Regions from separate parts of the Gasterosteus aculeatus genome. Here region 2 is linked to region 1. Evidence: chromatin contacts called from public Hi-C data. All regions are on one chromosome and are shown on one strand. Each heading gives the region's core, a stretch centred on a gene start, on an enhancer-like site or on the middle of the called end of the contact. The rest is flanking DNA. Distances are from core to core; before and after follow the strand shown. Region 1 holds the start of tfap2c (transcription factor AP-2 gamma (activating enhancer binding protein 2 gamma)). Region 2 overlaps LOC144389000 (a long non-coding RNA gene).

Region 1 (6,836 bases), core at 2,062-4,561:
TTACTGAATTATATCACAAGTATTGGCCCAAATTGATAGCGTGGTAAATAACCCGAAGTTTCTAGGAAATATGTTTATTTTATTCTTATATTAACATTGATGTGCTCAAAATAAAGTATAAGCCTGGTGTTGCTGCCATCGAAAGTTATTTTGCATTTATTTGGAAAATACTTTGTGTAGTGTGCTTTGCTTCCACAGCTGGCGTTTCGGCTATTTTTTCAGAATTAATATACGATCTTATCTCCGTTTATCTTATCGTGCACATTAACACATGATAGTAATACAAAAAAAGACCAACAGTTACACTCGTCCGTTAAATGTTACTTTTGTAACACGCCAATCCAAAAGCCACGTCGCTATCCCTCGTTTTGTCACTTTCGAAACTCACCTCGCAGTCATCCTCGTACTTCACGTTGTCGGCTAATTTCCACAACATTCTGACAGAGAAAAGGGGCCCACTGCTTTAAAAAAAAAAAAAACTAAATACAAATTATTAAAAAAAAAAAAAAAAAACTTAAATCCAGGTATGACAAAAAGCCCAAAAGCTTCCTCGGTGCCCGCGAACAGCCGTGTTCTTCAGCTGCGGCGAAGTTGCGCGTGAAGGCTGAAGGGGCGAAGTGACCGAGCGACTGACTATCCAACCACAGATATGACTCCCGCAACAGCCACTAAGGGAGAAAATAACCGGTGTCACGAAATATCTCCAGCGAGCAGCCCCCCCTTCCTCCTCCTCCTCCTCCTCCTCCTTCTCCTCCTTCTCCTCTTAGTCCGGGCAATGCGTTCTCTGGCTCTGCCGTGGAAGCGGGCGACGACGGCGCATGCAAGAAACTCGACTCCCTCTTATGGACAAAAGAGCGATGTTCATAAGTCGTATTGGTGCACGCGTTTAGCACCGAAGGCTACTTTATGTGCACAGTCGCTGCGAGGGGGCGTGGCCCTGCACGGTGTCGGGGGGGGGGGGGGGGGGGTTAGGGAAAATATTGCTGATTGGCGGGATTTTGCGGCCAATCAGAATTGGGTCCGTCTTTGAAGCGTCAGACATTGACTTTGCCAAAGGGAAACTTCCTGTGGATGAAGAGTCTCTCAGCACCTACTTGCGTGTTTGTGTTCATCTCCCCAGAAGCCTTTCTAAACGTGTGGGAGGACACCTGTTGGCTCCGTGGAGGATTCTATTCCTTGCAGGCGTGCTCGTGGGCAGACATTTTCAAAATTACAGTTCTTAGTATATACATGTTAGAAAAAAAGACAACATTGAATTACGATTGCTATGTGTTGTTTTTTTTTGTCAGAGCGAACTCAAGTCGCATAGTTGCAGAGAACCTGATGGGGAGGTTATGAGGCTCAGGAATGCGTCTTGGGGTTTTTTTTTTTTCCCCAAAGGGTTCGGTTCAGTTTATTGGTGTTCTTAATTTAACAAAATAATCTAATATACTGCACAAAAAAAATTCTAAGCAGGTTAACAAAAACTATTGATTTTATGACTGATGTTTACATATGTAAAGTATTTGCACAGTATATATATAAAAAATAATTATTAATTATTAAAAATAAATTATTTGACCACTTCAAGAAGGCCTCTTAAACTGTCATTCCTGTCTTATAATAATAATAATAATTTATAATAACAATCCAATGAAAACAATACATGATTATTATTATAATTAATTTATATTAATATTGTTAATTTCGCTATGTAATCAGCACAATGAAGTAGTAGAATAATGACTGCATAGCACTTCATTTGACTGAATCCTCAGTGTTGCTAACTAACTTCTTAGAAAATCATTACAATGTCAAGTTATTGCAACTCTGATTGAGATGCATGATTACAATGATAGGCCCTCAAATAAAGCAGTGACATTGTGATGTTGGTGTTTCACAGTGGTGGCTAAATGCTCCTTTCAAACCGCAACAAGCTCGAGGGGTTTTGGCAGCATCATTCTCTCCAAAAAAAAAACTCCGAAGCTCAAAGGATCTCAACAAACAACTCTTTCTTCACCTCATTTACATTTTTGGTGGAGCTTTTCTAAAACAAGGCTGCTTTGAAGCTCTGATATGCATCAAAACTGAGAGAACAAAAGATGTTCGTTTTACTCTTTTCCATTTATTCATAACGACCCAACTGTCCATTATGTTGGTACCTTTCAGTCCATTTTACACCTCCTTCCTGAACAGAACGTCCGTGCATCATTCGGACTCATTTTATTGATGGCTTTGGTGTCATTTGACAAATTTTAAATGTCAGATTATAATTTTCGGAGATAAATGGGACAGATCTTGGTATTTTATAGGGCCTGTGGCGATCGGCCGTGCGTGGGAACAACAGGACGTGGACGTGGGCTGCTGAGGATTACCCTTCTTCTTTTTCTAAGTGTTGGTCACTCGCTGTGATGCGAAGCAGAAGTGAAATGCGCGCTGATTAAATGCTGCTTTACGTGGGTGAGCGCGGGGCGACCTCCTGAAGGGATTCAGTCACGCTTGCTTGGCCTGACGGTGATGTTTGGAACAATTCTGATGCTCAGCAAGTCGTTTTAATAACAGTCGTCTGCGGTTCAGCTGCTGCCAGGTGTAAAGATTAGATGGAGCCATGCTGGGATCCTTCTGCTCAGTGATTTCTAAATTGGTTTGCCACACCGATGTCCACATAATAAGGTGCATTAAATGAAATGATGCCATGCACAATAAATCACATTAAAGCCCCAAATCGCCGGAAAAACCCAAACACCAAATAGGTATATTGTATGTAGGTTTTGTTCATATACTGTAAAATGATGCATTATTTTATCTTATCTATTAAGTATTAAAGCAGGCGATACGTGCATCACTCGGCGGTAGCCTACTGCATTAAATCCTTCATGATATCGGTCTGTTCTACGCAGCAGGACACTGTTACAGTTTAATAAAATAAATAATACATCTGCGATGGTCATCTTGTTGAAAGAGAAATAAATTTCCAGTTCTGTTTCAAATACATCACTGATTTATAATAAATTTGCCTCAAGCCAAATTACTTACTACGTTTCTGAGTGAATTAAGCCACGGCCATATGACATTAATCACCGGTTATTCAAAAGCTGCGGTACCGCAGACAGGTGACTATTGGTGGGAAGCAGTAAAACAAACACCGCCCCGGCGAGCGAATAAAACCCCACGCAGGTCGGCTGTAAGAGGGAAGAACTCACCCTCCAGTCTATCCTCTCCAGCACGGACATCTCCACGGCTCGAGGCGGCGCAGCGATCCCACCGACACGCAGCGAATGAGTGAAAGCGCGAGAGGTTCCCGTGGCCGACTTCACCTGACAGCCGCGAAGTGCGCATGCGCCCGCCCGGGGTAACACACCTGAGTGGGATCGAAGAAGCCATCTGTAGTTCCTCGGCGGAGACACGCAATGGACGCGTTTTGTCTAAATCAACGTGCATATTAACATTGATAAGATGGGAAGAAAAAAAATTAATATCTCTTTATATTTGCAAATAAAGTAAGCAGGACCTATCAGATGGCAAAGATACTTGTTTTTTTTTAAATGTAATAATTATCTGATATTGTTGAGAGAAAAAAGAAACAATGTCATAGAGGGTAAAAGGTAAGAAAAGGTGAAAATAAGACGTGGGGAAATTTCAAGATGAGGTAATCCCCCCCAAAAGCCACGTCGCCTCAGGCTGACCAAAAGAATCTGCTTTCAAAAGCCTCTGAAGCTTTTTAAGGCCTAAAATGGCTGTTGTTATCTGATCCCCTAAATACTTTGGCTTAAACTAATGAACACATCAAAGTGTTTTTCGCTACGTGGTTTAAAATGTAGCTTACATTTCTTGTTCTAAGAAAAATAATCGTACCTTCCCGATCCGCCAGACACCTTAAGTCGCATCAAACAATACCGTTTGAGCAGTAGGTAAATATAATAAAACAAGATCGTGCGTGTCTCATGCCTATATTCTGATTTACATATTTTAATTCCTATATCTTAATATCTACAGATCAATTCATTTCAAATGGTCAGCTGGATTGTTAGTTTATTGTGAAAAACATGGTCGGACAATCCAACTGCATGTGTTACAGGGATATGATTTACAGCTTAATTTACATTATAAATGATATTTTAGTGCTCCCAAAATTATTATGCCACAAATGATGACAAAGCTAATGATGTGCTTTTGAAATAAAATGCTACTGAAATATATGCAACAAAAGAAAGATAATGTTAGAGTTAGAATGTTAGTCTTTGGTCCCGCGCAGACATGGACTTTCTTTGTTGACTCACAATTAATAAAAAAAAAGTTCTTACGTGAGCTTATGTGGTTGTTATTATGAATGCATATTTTTTCAAGAAATCACCTAATGATGAATGCGCAGAAAGAAAAAAAAAAAATATATATATATATCAACAAAAACTATTTAAAAAAATGTCATCATGCTGCTGGATGGGTACGAAGTATTTATTTAAATGTTTAGCCACACTGATTGGAATATTTATGGTGTAAGTTGCATGTAATGACAAGCAGGCAGGCTGCCCCTGTTAATTCACCCTGCGACCCCAGTTCAAGGCTTTTCATAGCAGCGTGTGAAAAACACTCTGCTGCCGCCTAGCGGCGGCGTCATCACATTGCCACGCAGCTGAACGTAAACGGAGATTTTACTTCTGGATTATTTAAACATGGTCAAATATTTTATAGATTTCTATAATTATGACTAGATTCTAAACTTAACGTCATGTCACGAATGTCATGCTTTAGTTCCTGAGAATTTTAAGGGATTTGCCACTTTCACCGAAAGCAGAGGTTTGTTCCTCCATGTTCCTCGGTGAGCAGAAGCTGATCTATTGCTTTATTGGAGAACATGCACAATAGTACACACTACGCGTGACTGCAAACGATGTCTGCTTTAGTACTATTAAAGTAGAGTCAGACGCTGCCATTTGGGTGCGCTGAACAACACTGAACTTCATAGCCGCGGCCTTCCTGCTTGTAAACACATTCAGGCCGCTGTACTTAATAAAACTCAAGTGTTTTTGGGTGTGAATTTCCCGTCAAAGGCAAAGCGGGGAATTGTTACATCGCTCTTGAAATAATATGAAATCAAAATCTCAACTGGACTCAATATAAATTTATTTTTTGGCATTTACTTGTTACATTCAAAGAAAGAAAACAAACAATCCAACTGAAAACCAGAGGAACAAATTCTGAATGTCCTCAAAAAGACAACTGTTAAAATGTAATGATTCAATATATTTAGTTGTTAAACTGAAAGCCAACATATATTTAAATATGTTCATGTCAATGGTCTTCCTTTTAAAAGAAAAGTTTGCTGATGATTCTAAAGTATAAGAAACATCTGTTATGCAATACATAAGAATGTTTGTATTTATTCTGCTGAGGGCAATATTCTGTTGATTCATGAGCTTTAGAAGCTTCAGCAAGTCCAGCAGATTAAGTCAATAGTCCATAACAATCGTTCACTTGGTGATACAAGCACCACATTTGGTATGATTAATGCCCAAATACGACTCTTTCAGAAAGGCCCGGTATCCACTCCTAGATGGCGGCCATTTTTCAAGATGGCCGTTGCCAAAAAAGGTAATAATGGTGTTTCAGTGTAGAACTAGAATGGCTTGACATATTTTGTTGATCTAGACATTAAAATGTATGCATTTTGACACAAGAAATTCAATGGTGCCAAGGAAAATTCAATGTGGCTGCCATTTTTCAAGATAAAGGTCATTTCTTTTTATTAATTGCTCTTTTTGTTAGTCTGCAGCTTCCTTTTCTTTCACACGTTCACCGGCTGTAATGTTGTATCAGCCTTTTGTGGTAGGAGGCAAATAGACTGCATGGCAAACCTGGGAACCTCAGCCAATACCCACCAGTCACACATGATGCAGACGTCAGCTGCAAGTTTTTTGTAACAATGGACGACAAGAACAGCACTGCTGATGGGGTTGATGATGCCAGACTGGACCCATTTGCTCGGAAGCAGAAATTCAGAGTTAATCAAAATTGGATAACCCAATTACATATATATAACCGCATCTGCTGGTGGCCATCTTGGAAAATAGCGGCCATATTGTTTTTTCCATTTTTCAAAAATATAGGTCTCGAAAATTTCTACCAAAATTGATGCTTGTATTACAAAGTCAAAGATTTTTTCGCTAATCTGTGTGGCTGTTAATAACCAAGATGCTTCCAAATGTCGTCATGTTGCTAAACAAATTAAACCTTTTTTTTTTAAAGAAAATAAACAAGCATGGCGATGAAAATATATCACATTGTTCTGTGTTAAATAGTATAACAAGGGTGACCAAGCTAACACTGGGTGAGCTAAAAAAAAAAAAACCTGAAGACCAAATAACAGAAAAAAATGCTTTAAAGATGTAGAGATTCTACTTTATTTTGCCTTAACGGAATATTAAAATTGAGAAGCCCCTGATGAAGGAATCCCTTAAAAAACTATGCACTCTGGCCACAAGGAGACAGCAGAGTGACAGAGATTAAAAAAAATGTCACCTGGCATCAATTCTCAGAGCCCCTCTGACTGGGGACATGGAGAGGTTGGGGAATACACAGGAGTGAAGTTACAAAACAAAAGAGGCTAAAGAGCTCGGGGAGCCATTAACAAAATATCGACAACACACAAACACTGAGCTACAGGGGACTGAAGAGACATATTGGGACCCAGTTTTCACACGTGTGTGTGTTGAGGGACGGGAATGTAGGACTAGCTTCGTCATTAATGGGTTTTTTTTATTTCTGGAGCAATCTTTGCTATGAGCGATGGTTCCTAGAAGTGATACGGGGTGTGCGTGACCCAGTTGGAGGTCTGGTCTTTGGTGCGCTTGGCAGAG
Region 2 (6,479 bases), core at 2,159-4,658, 40 kb before region 1:
CTCATTCTCTCTCCATATTTTCCCAACCAGTCAAGGAATTGAAGCTAGCACTTTTGATAGTAGCTTGATTGTAGTCTTACTTCTATAACCTTCAGGCTACATCTGCGGTGGTGCTGGATGGTTTCTTTGTTATAAGCTGCAGGGCAAGTCTAAAAAAAAAAAATGATGCCCGCTCTTTTAATTTTAAAATGTGCTGCACAAAAAAATGGATGTATTTCCAAATAAAAGGAAAAGTGATCAAAAAAATACCGTAAGCTATAATTTCTTACACAGGATCCCAACATGTGAATGTACACCTCCTCCACAGATACAGTATAAGAGTGACAACCTCACTAACTCAGAACTTGTCTGAACATCTCCGGATCATTACCATAGGAATCCTTATTCAAGTGGAACGTTAATGAGTTGCATTTAATTCTCAAGTGCCAAACGCATAACATATCATATTGTAATTACCTGTCAAGCGTTTGACCCCACGATTTTTGACGTTTTGTCTCCATCCCACACATTTAATTAACTCACTTCACTGTAACCAGTTAAGCTCTTTTTTGACCACACTAGCAATCACAACAACAATCACTCCCTGTGAAATAACTCCAGATTCGTTCAATGTAGTAAAACAATCTTGGATCAATCTTGGATTTGCAGACTCTACTTTGAAGGTCTAAGAACAACTTTGTGTGTTCGTGATTGTCATGTTTAGGCAAAACCGTGACAGGGATGCATGCTTTGACTGCAAAGATTGAGCTCTTAACAAAAGATGCATAAATCTTCCTGCAGGTTTACGTCATAGATTTAGAGCAGAAAGCAATTCTGAACCCTAGCATTGATTTTCTACTAGCATTATCAACACGAATAACATTGTGAAATATGTTTGCGTCATCACGCACATATTTAATGCCACAAGACGCCGATGAGCTTTGAAAAGAAGCATTGAGAAGAAATCACACAAAACTTATTAAACTTAAATTGAAAACATAAATCTCTGTAAAAAGCAAGTAATAAACCAGCCAGTGAAACCAGTAGCACGCAAACCGCATTCACAGAGTGTGCACAACAGCCTTTGGTGAATGTACTTAACAGTATGACAGTTAATAAAGATAGAGAGAGACAGGCCTGTCTAGTCTCTCTGTCTGGCAACATTGGTCCTTCATTATTCATGAGGAGGCTGTGGGGTCTGACCCCTGTGGCTTTTTCAAATTGAATTAGACAATTGTTGGCCCCCAAAGACCAGAGACCCCCAAGAGGAAGATTTGCTTCATGACCCTGGTAACACTGGGACTTTACAGAAAGAGATGCTGCTGCACGGCATGCATTAAAAGAAAATAAAACATTGAGGATCAACATAAAAAAAACATATCAATTATACAATAAAAAAGTGTAAATGGTGTAACAGGAAAACATCTGGTGGCCCTGGTTCACTGAGGCACCGGTGAGGGTGTCATGGCAGACCTCTGGCATCCTCACCTCAGGCCGTTACTCTGTCGGTTAGTGTGGAGCTCACCGACCTGACGAAAGCAGCAAGTCCTCCATTGTACTTATTATTAGCCAACGGCTTCATGTTCTCTGCGGGACGCAAAGGCTGCTCCTTGACACTTTGTTTCTTCAACATGACCATGCCTTTTTCGTAGCCTAAATACCTGCACGTATATTTCGGAAAAATAGAAGCTTAACAGCATTAGGGAGGGATGAGGCCCTCTTACTTCACGTTGTCTTTAGCCCCTATTTCCTGTGGTGTCCCTCTAGGTTCAACACTTGGTCCCCATCTTTTTGAAACTTTATGAAAAGCTTGTGAGGATGTACTATGACAAAAATCCTATTCAGTCTTAGTTAGGTGTTATGTGAAATATCCATGCGAGTCACCACAAATTTAACACTTACTCATTTGTCATTCAAAACATGTCAGGATGAATATTTTTTCCAAAACTAATGACTAAAACCAAGCGTGAATATTTCAAAATGGCATGACTTTGTCATCGTAAGATACTCCCTTTTTGACATTTCCACATATTCCATGTCAGACATCAAAAAAGGAGGGATTAGGCATGCCAGAAACAGAGTGACATTTCAAAGCTGGCCTGAAGTGGTCTGGTGGTAGATTCATCACTGTCAACACCATGAAGCTCTCATCAAAGCATCTGAAGAAAAACGATGCTCGCTAATCATGTCAACACACTGATATGTCATCCATTTAAAAATCACATTTCTAGTTTAAAACATCACCCTCTTGTAATTATTCCTCATCTGTGTGACCTTATGTTTAGTGTTTGCAATATCTATTTTTAATATTGATGTGTTTTTATCGCGATGGTTTTCATGATTCAGGGTTGTAAATAGTTGCCAAGCTGTAACTTATAGTAAAATGTGTTTAGCTCTTAATTTGATTTCACAGGTTGTATTAATTGAAACACGTAGCCACAAGTGCAGAAAAACCGCGATCATCTTTTTGTAAACAACTTGCTATTGTAGAACTATAAATAAGTAATAACTGGCAATAAGTGGCAGCTCTCTGGTGCATGTGTTTTGACTTCACGTGTTGTCTATAACAGCAGCTTGGACATTGATTCACACTCTTTTTTGTCAGACTTTATGTGATTTACTGTTAAAAAGCTATAATAAAATTAACCAATTATCACATTCTCATTTGTGCTGTTAGTCCTCGCTGCAGGGCTGAGTGTTGACCCTGTCAAAGAAAAAAATGGAATTTGCAAAACAAATGATTTGTGCTCGGTTCTGAGGCTGAATATACAAATTTTGGAGGCACAAACCTCCAAAAAGGAGGGTTCAATGTTTCATTGATGGATCTGATTTGGGTTTGTTTGATCACACCAACTGAGCAAAAAACAACATGCAGATTAATTTGCAACCAACAAGACACGAATGGCAAAAATAAAATACATTTCACACACAAACCCAGTTGCACCCCTAAAAGTGGTGATGGTGGACAACATACCCTTGTCTTTGTTGTACACACTCTTATCACGAAAGAGTGTGAATACATGGCAGGAATGGGAACAAAAGAAAATAAATGCCTTATTAAAACAATAAAATCTTTGGCTCAAATGAATAGGAATAAAATAAAACATATTCTGACAATGATGATGGGGGATTGACTAAAACAGCAGCGGTTAAAAATGCTTTGATGTTTTATGTAAAGTGCACGGCAGAGGTGCGGTATTTATACTTGGGTGATAAATTGTCTGATAAAAGAGAAGTCATGTATGAAGGGTTCTGACTGTCCCTTTTAACTGCTCTTCCTCCGTTTGACTGATCTAGTTTTGACATGTTGCAATGTCCCTCCCTCCTTCTCTCTCCCTCCCTCCCTCCCTCTCTCTCTCCCTCTCTCAAAGAATGTGACTCCCATTGCTGAGTCCAGGGCTGGTTAATTGCTGGGAGTGAATAAGTCATAGATGGCAGCAGCAGGCCCTTGGGGTGTAACTCGTTTTCACCCTCCCTCGGCCTCTCCGCCCTCCTCAGGTTTTCAACGTTCGCCGGCGCGGCTCGTTTTTGGGATTCGTCTGGCGTAGCTGTGACACTAACTTGTCATCTCTGCTAATGAAACAGATAAACTCAAATCACAGCGGTGTAAAAAACGGCACGCATGAACAGATTCAGTCACGAGCGGACATACTTTTGATTAAACGTTTGCAAAAACACTCCCCAGGGTTTGACGTTCATAAAAATGAATTAATAACCTGCATTAGTTCAATTTCAAATGAGTGAATGAAAACAATGGAAAAGTTTTCATGGCAACAGAAGAATTTCTTCAGGTCTTGAACTGTTGTTTTTTTTCCAACATATCAGGTAATGGTCTCATCCCGGTGTAACAACGTCTATTGGTATGAATGTCAAATGTCCCAAGTGGCTCACAGTCACATCATTATTATTAATAACTAGCAATACTCCAATAAAATTGTAAAAAAAAAAAGTGAAAAAATTGTGATAATCCAGATACAAAATATTTGTGGGAGATATTTTTTTAATATATCGAAACAGGGTTAAAATGAGATTTTTTAGTTTTCTATTTCCTCTTTAATTCTTACAACAACCATCTCTTTTGAGCCTCCCTGCACCTGACCTACCCGAAGCCTTTTTACATACAACTGTGTGTTTACATACAACATACATCGTTAACATCTTCACAAATTCAACTCGTCACTGGCAACCCTTCCCAGTCAATCGGCGCTCTCTGTTCAGTGAGTCATGCAGGCCGGCAGCGCTCCTCCTGTTTCCCCTCAGGGGCCGGTCTGCCAATCACTCAGATAGATAAGGAGGCTCAGGCCGATGGGATTATCGCAGAGATCCAACTTATGGTAAATATCTCCCGACTACACACGGCATGTCAGTCTGTGCTCCTCTGCAGCACCCGGGTCACGCGGCGGCTTGAAAGCCCAACTGAACTCACGACAGTGGCCCGAGTACATTCATTTATTCCTTCACAGAACGTGTTCACTTCTGCAAAAGCGACATGAGAAATAATGCTTGAAATCGGACTCTTGTGCGCTTTATTTCTCACAGCACATGTCGTGTACACCTTCAGAGAATGAGCCCGACATCCACGTGTTAGTGAAATAGGTATTCAACAGGCCATTTAGCTGTAACTTAAGCAACGTTTGGAGTGCCTTGGTCTTTGTTAACCCTACACTCTCCTGCTTCGGGGCTGTTTCTTTTGTGATGCCTATTATGTTGTTTGTTGTAAACAAAAGCTTAAAGGGATTCTATCAAGCCGCGGTGCATTTGTTTGGAACCGCTGATTGGATGTGACATTAAAGAAGAAGAGAAAAGAGTTCAGATCATCTCCTGAGAAGAATAAATGTGTCAGGTTCTCACTTATAGTCTTTATTTGATTCTCTGATTAAAACAAAATGGGCGAACACTCTTTCTTTAAACTCACTTCACTTTGAGTTTTGGACAGACGGAACTTTTGCAAATGCAAACCTAAAACAGTGACAATCCAAACTGTGTAAAAGAGACAATTGTTTTCTTGACTGCTGTAGTCTTTCTTGTGGTTTCATCTTCTTTGATTTTCAAATAACGTATTAAAATTTTGACGCAATCCTTAACAGATGAGCATTCACTCATGAGAGGCCACGCGTGGAAACAAAGAAAGTGACTGATTTCTTGTTTTGTTTTGGAATGAATTATGCACAAAGGTAGCGTAACACACAAAAGACAGACTTTTTTTCTTTCCAGCCGTTACGTCACCACCAGAAGTCCAGAAGAGTGTTACAAACACAGAGAGACGCACACGTTCTCAGCAAAATCAGTCTTAAACACACACATACTAAATCGTAGCTGCTGACCGTGCAGATAATGGGACGTGACTCGAAAGTTTTGTATCTGCTTCAAATAAATCTCCTTCCTTTGGCCAAATCATTTAGCAGGTCACAGGGGAATGGAAAGATGATTAAGAGCTAAATATAGCAATAGGGTGCCATGAAAGGAATTTATTCAAAGATGCAATAATTGATGTTAAAATCAAGCAAAGTATCAACATCATTGCTCTTCCTTTTAAATCAGCTGCATGGAATTTAAAGTCATGAAAACAAAGTGAACGTTCAGTTCACAGCGTCAACTATTTACGCTGCAGTTCAAATTAGCAACACATGACCGTAGTTATGAAATCGCGTCGTGTGTTTTTCTAATTCAAACCGAAGAAGAAGATGAATAATCATTAGCACGCAGCTTCGGGGCACCTTCGAGTTCCGTGTTTTTGCCTCTGAGCGCTGAGAGAAAGTAATGTGGAAGAAGAGCTAATAAGCTGCAGCTTGTGGCGCTATCAGGCGGAGTGAAAGCAGGTCGCTTGGGCGTCGGCCTCGGACATTTTGATTTATTCTCTTTTCCCGGACTGTGGAAAACACTTCTTCTTGTTTGTGAGAGTAAATGTACCTTTGGCAGGTTGTTATAGGGATACAAGAATGAATGTGGTCTCCACATTGCCTTTTGTATTAGAGAGACTTCCATCCCAACCCTCCCATCACACACACACACACACACACACACACACACACACACACACACACACACAGGTAAGTCAAAATATCAGTCGAATGCCTCCGTAATTATAGGAGATGGTGATCTTTGTGACCTCACCACACCCGACACTTAGCATGGCATGTTGTCTGCGTATAGCAGCCCTGCCCAACATGTATACATGACAATAGAGAGGGTCACAAAGCCAGCAGAGAGGGTCAGCGCGCGTGTGTGTGTGTGTGTGTGTGTGTGTGTGTGTGTGTGTGTGTGTGTGTGTGTTGTGAAAGAGAGAGAAGTCATTTCTCTCATTTTTTTCTCAGGTTTTTATTTCATTCTTGTTAAGTGCCTACGATTAATAACAGTAAATATTGAGACGGAGACTAAGCTGTTATCCTCATCTGTTTATTCGTTAAATCCTTTTGAAGGGTCACAATAAATGTATTACCGGAACTGAGTTCATCTCATTTTTACACTACATTACACATTTCATACATTATGCTTGATGT

Evidence for each region. Hi-C and Micro-C count contacts between places; a contact is called where the count stands out from the background.
Region 2: a Hi-C map of skeletal muscle shows a contact between it and region 1, with 2.7 times the contacts expected there. The contact joins the enhancer-like site here to the promoter of tfap2c in region 1. A contact is called at or near these places in 4 of 6 Hi-C or Micro-C datasets (blood and trunk muscle, skeletal muscle, tail fin and 1 more).

What each region holds. Positions count from the first base shown.
Region 1 is chr17:5,084,263-5,091,098 of fGasAcu3.hap1.1, reverse strand. It overlaps tfap2c (transcription factor AP-2 gamma (activating enhancer binding protein 2 gamma)), which reads right to left and starts at 3,311. Exons shown (of 8, transcript XM_078092948.1): 1 at 3,183-3,311. The coding sequence starts at 3,212. It overlaps rtf2 (replication termination factor 2), which reads right to left. Exons shown (of 9, transcript XM_040203669.2): 9 at 5,087-6,836. The coding sequence ends at 6,773.
Region 2 is chr17:5,125,155-5,131,633 of fGasAcu3.hap1.1, reverse strand. All of the region lies in intron 1 of LOC144389000 (a long non-coding RNA gene), which reads right to left. Among protein-coding and RNA genes, the nearest start is that of LOC144389000, 6.5 kb to the right of the region's middle. Within about 2 kb of position 3,408, at least 2 of the 9 cell types and tissues checked have open chromatin away from gene starts, as enhancers often do.